Regions from separate parts of the Mus musculus genome. Here regions 2 and 3 are each linked to region 1. A link is a contact called in public Micro-C and promoter capture Hi-C data. All regions are on one chromosome and are shown on one strand. Each heading gives the region's core, a stretch centred on a gene start, on an enhancer-like site or on the middle of the called end of the contact. The rest is flanking DNA. Distances are from core to core; before and after follow the strand shown.

The links. Promoter capture Hi-C pulls out the DNA fragments that hold promoters and counts their contacts. Hi-C and Micro-C count contacts between places; a contact is called where the count stands out from the background.
Region 2: a promoter capture Hi-C map of liver shows a contact between it and region 1, with 3 times the contacts expected there. The contact joins the enhancer-like site here to the promoter of Magi1 in region 1. A contact is called at or near these places in 5 of 39 promoter capture datasets (the 3T3-L1 cell line, hippocampal neurons, liver and 1 more), 4 of 484 Hi-C or Micro-C datasets (all in embryonic stem cells) and 1 of 9 other capture datasets (liver).
Region 3: a Micro-C map of embryonic stem cells shows a contact between it and region 1, with 2.7 times the contacts expected there. The contact joins the enhancer-like site here to the promoter of Magi1 in region 1. A contact is called at or near these places in 5 of 39 promoter capture datasets (the 3T3-L1 cell line, 3T3-L1-derived adipocytes, cranial neural crest and 1 more), 9 of 484 Hi-C or Micro-C datasets (the N1E-115 cell line, embryonic fibroblasts, embryonic stem cells and 5 more) and 2 of 115 datasets of contacts at active chromatin or transcription factors (astrocytes and embryonic forebrain).

Annotation. Positions count from the first base shown.
Region 1 is chr6:94,282,625-94,285,213 of GRCm38.p6, reverse strand. It overlaps Magi1 (membrane associated guanylate kinase, WW and PDZ domain containing 1), which reads left to right and starts at 1,297. Exons shown (of 24, transcript NM_001029850.4): 1 at 1,297-2,204. The coding sequence starts at 1,892. Gm31661 (a long non-coding RNA gene) reads right to left here and starts at 1,293. Exons shown (of 5, transcript XR_377886.4): 1 at 285-1,293.
Region 2 is chr6:94,998,239-95,000,827 of GRCm38.p6, reverse strand. No RefSeq gene overlaps it. Among named protein-coding and RNA genes, the nearest start is that of 4930511E03Rik, 56 kb to the right of the region's middle. Within about 2 kb of position 1,292, at least 14 of the 459 cell types and tissues checked have an H3K27ac peak or open chromatin away from gene starts, as enhancers often do. A contact at or near this core is called in liver, where this site is marked.
Region 3 is chr6:93,756,571-93,759,159 of GRCm38.p6, reverse strand. Magi1 (membrane associated guanylate kinase, WW and PDZ domain containing 1) reads left to right here. Exons shown (of 24, transcript NM_001029850.4): 9 at 1,396-1,505. Among named protein-coding and RNA genes, the nearest start is that of Gm23035, 36 kb to the left of the region's middle. Within about 2 kb of position 1,294, at least 78 of the 459 cell types and tissues checked have an H3K27ac peak or open chromatin away from gene starts, as enhancers often do. A contact at or near this core is called in 3T3-L1-derived adipocytes, embryonic stem cells and trophoblast stem cells, where this site is marked.

The sequences.
Region 1 (2,589 bases), core at 48-2,547:
AACCACTAAGGACTCTGACACCCCCCCCCCCCCCAGTTATCAGACTGTGAAATTTTATATGCCACCATAAATTATTTACTTTGCAAGTTTCCAGTGCCTATGTATTATTTCTAACAACTCTGTGTGTGAGGTGGGGTGGGGTGGGGGTGGGGGTGGAGGAGGGGGTGGGGGTGGGGGTGGGAGTGATTGTATTCCTCCAGCCTTGGCAAGTGGAAGGTCTTCACTTAATGTTGTACTTAAGATGCCTGCGGAATCTGAACTTCAGACCTATCCTCTCGACCCACCTCAGTGACATCCTCATCTCTCTGAGTGGCTCCAACTCAGCTCCTTTTATCTAGTAGATTCTCAAGTCCGTGACCAAAGAGGAACTCATTGGAAACCACTGAAAAATAAACAAAACCGCTAGGGCCACCACTGCACTGGCTTCTTGGCGGTGGGGGCTGTTCTTTCTGTCCCGGCCTCACCAGTGCCCCGATTACTGGACCCCGCCTCTGGGCGGCGAATTCCGAGGTGGCCGGCTCGCCCACGCTTGTGCAGGACCCGCACCCTGCGGTGATCTTTACTCCCCAAAGCAGTGCTTAGGTTTCTCGGCTCTCCTAGAAGCCAAAGGGGGCTGGCCACCGCCGCCCCCTTTGCTGGAAGGACAATGAGAGGCCAGCGAGAAGTCTTAGGTAAAAAGGCCACGCTAGCTTTGGCTTTTCTCGCTCGCTGGCAGTTTTTTCCTTGTCCTAAAAAGTTGGCCCCAAAGTTTAACGATGGGAGCGTATGTGTAGGTGCGTTTGGTGGGCGCGGACAGGGATGCAGAGGGTGTGTGGGTCTTGTTGATTCGGGTCCTCAGGGTCACAGAGACAAGAGCCAGGCTCCGCATGTGGACTTGAACCCCTGGGCGGGGAGCAGGCGCGGAAATGTGGCGGAAGGCGCGTGAGCGATGGCGTGGCCAGGCACTAGCGGAGGACGAGGAGGGACCCGGGTAGGCAGCAAGAGTGTGAGCCCCGCGCTGAATTGGTCTCCCAGCCCCCACCTGTTTGAAACGATTTGCAAACACCAAAGCCAAATTCTCTGTGTTCCAAAAGTTCGAGAGCTGGAGTCGGGCAAGCACACGTGTTCCCCCAAAAGGCTCTGGCTGAGCCGACCACACTGCAAGAGGAGGAATTCTAGGGGTGCAGGGAGAGGAGCAAGTTGGCGTCAATGAAGGGTCGGCCCTAGGACCCCGCGGGAGGCGCGTTGGAATCTCTCCCTTCCAGGAGGAGGGGTGGGGCGGGCCTGCCCGCGGGCGGCCGCCGGGCGCATGCGCGCGCGTCTCCTCTCCAGCCGGCCGCTGCGCTCCGCCGCGCGGAGTAGAATGAACTGTAACAAAACAAGCCGAGCCTTTGTATCTGCTTAAAGGGGCCGCGGCCACTTCCCTCGCGTCCCCTCACCCCCGCCCCGCGCCGTCGCGTCTCCAGGGCTCCCGGCAACTAGCTTGGAAAGGGCTTCCCTCGCGCTGAGGAGCGGCCGGCCGGCGCGGAGCAGGCGCGGCGTGTGTGGAGAGAGCCGCGGAGCGGAGAGCGGGCCCGGGCGGCGCCGGAGTGGACTCTGGTCCCGGGAGCGCGGTCGGCGCCGGAACGCGGACCCGGAGGCACCGGAATGCAAACAAAGCTCGCGGGCGCCCGTGCAGGGCTCTTCACGGAGCCCGGAAAGTTTGTTTTATGATGGCTTGAGAGCGCGAGAGAGTCGGGCGAGGAGGCTCGAGTAGCTCGCTCCCGCGCTCCGAGAGATGCTTCTCCCGTGAGCCCGCCGCTCCGGGGGCTCGTGCTGTGGGGGCACCTGTCTCTCGTTTTAGCAGTTTTCTTTTCTTTTTCTTTTTTTCTTTAATTTGAATTTTGTTTTCGAGGAGGGGCTGTAACTCATCATGTCGAAAGTGATCCAGAAGAAGAACCACTGGACTGGCCGCGTTCACGAGTGCACCGTGAAGCGGGGACCCCAGGGCGAGCTGGGGGTGACGGTCCTGGGGGGCGCGGAGCATGGGGAGTTTCCGTACGTGGGGGCGGTGGCGGCGGCCGAGGCGGCGGGGCTTCCCGGCGGTGGCGAGGGGCCGAAGCTGGCCGAAGGTGAGCTGCTGCTGGAGGTGCAGGGGGTCCGGGTGTCCGGCTTGCCCCGCTATGACGTGCTGGGAGTCATCGACAGCTGCAAGGAGGCCGTCACCTTCAAAGCCGTCAGACAAGGTAAGACGGGGCGTGCCTTTGGGGGGCGCACCCCGAAAAAGAGGGGAGGCCTGAGGGGGCGCCGTTTGCTCCGAGTGCTGTGAGCCAAAGTTGAGGCCCGGACCAGATGCACTCAAAGTTGTGAGGTTGTGGGCTGTGCGCCCACCTGCGTGGCGGGCTGGGGCCGGGGTTGCGCCGGGAAGCGGGGAGATGCTTCCCAGGTCTGGTTTGCCAACTTCTAGGTCGTAGCCACCTAGTGCTGCGCAGCCTCGCCTTCACCTTAAGGCAGATGGGGAACTGAGGGAGGCTAAGGTGGACGCTTCCCCCAGCCCCTTACGGGATGGATGAGCTCACGGAGCTGGTGGCTTGCCACTGCCTGTTTCCCTGAACTGGAGAGTGGGTCGTG
Region 2 (2,589 bases), core at 43-2,542, 720 kb before region 1:
TTGGACTCAATTAACCTCCTCTAGTAAAGGGTCAGAAACCTCATCTAATAGGGTTACAAGAATGGTCAAAGCGTTCCATCTCTCTAGAAGTGAACAGGCTTGAACTGAGGCTGGGAACCAAAGAACTGGTCGACCAGTTGTCTTTGAAATCTGACTTCTCAGTGGCAGAGGTGAGGTTCACATGCTACCGAGTACCAAAGAAATGAGTTGAATGTGCTGAGCAATACACCCAGCATTTGCTCAGCTCCTTACTGGGCACTTAATATAACTACCTCATTTAATCCTTGAGTAATTCTGAAGGTAGCTATTTACATTCCCTGTTTTATACATCAGGAATTGAAGGTCAGGAAAATGACAGCCTGCTGTTACAAAAGCAGAAACTAGCCATTTACCAATTGAACTCACTACTGTGGACCCAGAATAAGGAGACTCGGTCCCCAGCTTTGCTACTTTTAAACTGGATTGCTTTGAATGCTTCGTTTGATCTCTCAGTTCTTTTTGCAAAACAGAGCTTTCTTCTTTCAAAGTTATCATGAATGTATAATGAGTTAATATTGCTAAAGAGCATTTATCTGAGCCTAGCTTGAACTGGGCATCACATTGTTTGAAGCCTGGTCTATTTGACCCAAAGTCCAGCACCATCTTGCTTAAGCTCTTCTGCATCACTCTTAGATCTGTTTCCCAAAATGTGGCCTGAGAATGTGTTTGTTGCACAGGTCTTCCAGAATCCCAAGGCAAGGTTTCCTGGGAAAGACAAAGCAGCTGTCTCTGGAGAAATCTTTATGAGAGGGGAAGGTAGAGGAAAAAAACGAGATTCCAGACAAAGCCTCCCTCAGGCATAAACCTCTCTACTAGGGAATTAGGAGGCAGAAACTCACTATGCTACGATTTTGTCTCACTGATGCTGGCGGGCCAGGCTTTTGTATCTTCACATCTCTGGTTTTTAGAAAGCCCAGCTGCAAAGAAAGTGCTCAAGGCTAAAGGGGCAAGACAGAAACAGTAGCTCTGGGGCAGTTCTTAAAGACTTCAGCAGCTGAACTGGGGAAACAGGCTTGTAGGACCTAGGCCAGCCCTTGAGATAAGAATCAGCACTTTCCTACCGTCCCTGGGTATTTTCACATTAGAACTTGAGACATTCTTACAAAGAAGGCTACAGCACGTGTGTGTGTGTGTGTGTGTGTATGTGTGTGTGTGTGTGTGTGTGTTTGTGTGTGTGTGTCCATGGTGAGGGCAGCAAGAACTGGGGAAATGGCTTGTCACACTGTATGTGCAGTCCACATACACACATCGATGAATGTTTGCTCTCTCTCTGTTCAGTTTCAGAGCTCAGCCCGTGGAATAGTGCCACCTCTTTTTAGGGTACCAAAGTAATTTCACCTCCTGTCAAGTTGACAAGATTAACCACCATAGGAATCAAGAAATGCTGTGTCTTAAATACGACAAACAGGGAAACAAGAAGCTGTCAATATGATTTAATGGGGGCTAAACTTTGTGGATTTTTCCAGAGTGACAGTCCCCATTGGCTCACTGAACCATGCAAGTCAGACTTGCCACGTGCCTGCAGAGCACGTGTTCTCTAGGGGCCAGCTCTGACCTGCTGCCAAGCGGCAGGCAATGAACCTCACAAATATTTGTATTCATTTTATTGGAGGTCCAGCTATTCTGACACTGAGCCAATAGACGCCTACAAAATGCCCTGGAAAGGAAAAAAAAAATCCAATTTCAACTTCCAATCTGGGAAACTTTATAGCCAAAGCAGGTGGTCAGTATTTTTGGATCATTACGTTCATGAGGTCTGCCTTTGTATTTTAATTGATTGCTATAAGGGAGGTGAATTCATAAGCCACTAGTATGTTCTGCCTGCCTTTCATACTTCAGTGTGACTCAAGTAATGAGATTATGTGTTAGAGTCTTGTCTTCTAATGACCCAGAATGCCCTTGTGCTACACCCATGTTTGTGGGAGTGTGGTCCGAGAAACAAAAATTTGCTATTCTTTTCCCTTTGGTAAAATGGAACTGTATAACTATTCCCAGCCTAGGAAATGCGTATGGAAGTAAGAACCAACATCTAAGAACCAGGGCTAGTCTCCATTCTCCTCACTGCTGTTGTGACCTGAAGCCACCTGTTTCCATGAAGAGAGCCTGATTCCCTAACTGAACAGAGCAAATCCTCATTGACTTGCCTTTGACCTTGCAGGAGTGAACGATTCTGTTTGCTGAACCATGAGGAGGTATTATCCTAGAGCTACTAACCCCAACTATTACAACATTAGCAACCAAGGCCATGGGAGTTTCTTAGCTGAAATAGTAAGTCTAAAGACTGGAGAGATGGCTTAACAGTTAAAACACTAGCTGCTTTTCCAGAAGACGAGGGTGAACCCAATTCCTAGCACCTACATGGTGTCTCACAACTAACTATAAATTCAGTGCTAAGGGATCCAGTGCTCTTTCTGGCCTCCTCAGACACCACTGCATACACGGTGCATGGCCATACATGCCAGCAAAACAGGGCCATGCATGCTCCCTCCCTCTTCCCCTCCACCTCCACCTCTCCTCCCCCTCTGCCTCCTCTCTCTCTCTCTCTCTCTC
Region 3 (2,589 bases), core at 45-2,544, 530 kb after region 1:
AGGCCATCACACAGAAACACTCATGTGGATGATGGGTGTATGTTGATGTGTGTGCGTTGTGGGGGTAAGTGCGTGTGCTTGCCCGGCCTTACTAGTGACAGAGTCATCTAAAATGTCTGGATCTTTGTCACTTTAAATACATTGCATTCACATAGTTTAACTACCTTAGAACTATCATTGCCTATAGGCTGTGAATTTGGTCTTTCCTCTTGGTCATTCATTGGGTTGCCATAATTGACAGATGTTAGTGGAGTCCTTTTGACTTCACCCTTAGGCTTCTCCATACCTTGCTATGTAAAGCCATTCAAGAGTTTTGCTATTGTAGACCACAGACAACATCCCAGCTCCAGTTGACTCTTAATTCTTAGTAATTCAGAGTGTACTTCTTGGTGAATTTAATGTACCCCCCCCCTCTCAGATGCTAGCTTTGAAATAGGGGTAGAGTCACTGGCTCAAGCCCTTGAATTCAAAAGCAAGCATAGCTGAGTGAGCATACTAGTTAATAATGCCACACAAAGAGAACTACACAGAGGCGTACTTCTCATCCCCACATGAAATACTATTGTGTCCACACTTACATGCTTCACATACTCAAGGTGAATTGTTGCTTGAAAAAAAAAATGGCATAGAAAACTTTAGAAAAAAATAAATAAAATTTAAGTTTCAAGTTGGGTGTCATTCAGGGCACGGTAAGGTCTCTTTCCTTGCTGCTCCATGGAGATTAGGCCACAAAGCACCCCTCATCCAGTGCAGCTAAGCTTTATGCACTGCCTGTCAATCAGTCACTTGGTGGCCAGCTCAGTTACAAGGTCAGCTGTCACAGTGTCATACACTGTCATACACTGTGTTCAAATGTCCCTTATTTAACTTCCTGATAGGCCCAGAGCACAAAGGTCACAGCGTGGGCAATTGGAACGTGCTGAAGAGGCAGGCAGAAGTTCCTTTAAGTGGCTAAGGAAATAAATCATATGTGGAAACTACTGAGGGCTACAGTGAATTGTTGCTGTTGATCTGTTGCTGTGCTTGTTTTATAAGTTAAACTGGGTCATAGGTGTGTACAGATGCAGAGGGAAAACCATATTCATATTGGATTGGACGCTATCCTGGGCTCCAGCATTCACTGGGGCTCTGGGAACAGGTTCCCTGTAAACAAGGGCTTTCCGCTGGTGAGTAAAGCTATTTGCCTCAGGACATTTGCTAGGGATTTCTAGTAAGATGCATTCCAACCACACCCTAGGTCTCACTGCACATACACAGCCATAATGGGAGCTGTGTTTATGTCTATCTGCATATCCACTCCAGACCCTCTGCTGTGCCTCAACTAATCGATTTGCCCGGCCTTTTCTTGCTAGAATGAGTATTTCCTCCCTGAGAACTGCTTTCCTTTCTTCCCAGCCACATCAACAGGAAGACGCAATATGAAAACCCAGTCCTAGAAGCCAAACGGAAGAAACAGCTTGAACAGCAGCAGCAACAGCAGCAGCCTCAGCCACCGCAGCCAGAAGGTTGGCTTCTTTGCTGGAGGCATTTCCCTGAGCTGGGAGTGTGGGGTAAAGCCTAGGCACTGTCACCCCCGTGTGGTCAGAGCTGGCCTTGATGATAGATTCTTTTCTCCTCTAGTCACCCCTCCCTCCAACAGCACACCCCAGCACACTGCAGAAGGGGGCGCCCCTGCATAGCGCTCAGACCTCTGCCTTGCTTTGGATGGAATTTAACTTGCGGAGCTGAGGGAATTTGGGCCCCTGCAGCATTTGCATGGTGATCCCTGTGTAACATTTAAGCAGAGTTTCTGGGCACTAGGCTCCTTTTTCACGTTAGAAACGCCGTACAGAAGGATCTGCATGCTTCTGGGAAGTCACAAATCATATTCTTTTATTTTTTTTTTATTTTATTTTGGTTTTTCAAGACAGGGTTCTCTGTGTAGCCCTGGCTGTCCTAGATCTCACTCTGTACACCAGGCTGGCCTCAAACTCAGAAATCCGCCTGCCTCTGCCTCCCAAGTACTGGGATTAAAGGCGTGTGCCACCACTGCCCCAAACAAATTCATATTCTTTAGAGAAATCAAAATAACCCAGGAAGAGGGGGGAACATTAAATCTTCCAGTGCTTGCCCCATCCCATTCTTAGGGGCTCACTGTGTAGAATTTTTCTGGTAAATAAAAATCACAAATACCAAAACCAAGAATAATTTTGTGAGTAAATATATTTCATTTGAGCAACTTTTTTTCACTTTTTATTTCTTAAACCTGCTTGAAGGTTTGAGTTGACTCATAGTTTTAATGGCTAAAAGATGTGCTACGTAATGAGTGTTTCTACTAATATGTAGCTATCCATTTATTAATATTTAAGGTTTTCCTAATTTTTCATTAAATCTTTCAGTGGTAGGCTTTATACCATCTAAGTATAATATCAATTATGTGAATATGAACTATAACACTTTTGTTCCCACGTTATATATAATACATATTATATGCTATATATTATTATATATTTAATTAATTTATATATTAAATATTTAACATAATTAATTTATATACTATATATTTTAAATGTGTATGGTGCTAGAAATTGTACTGAGGACCTCATCACA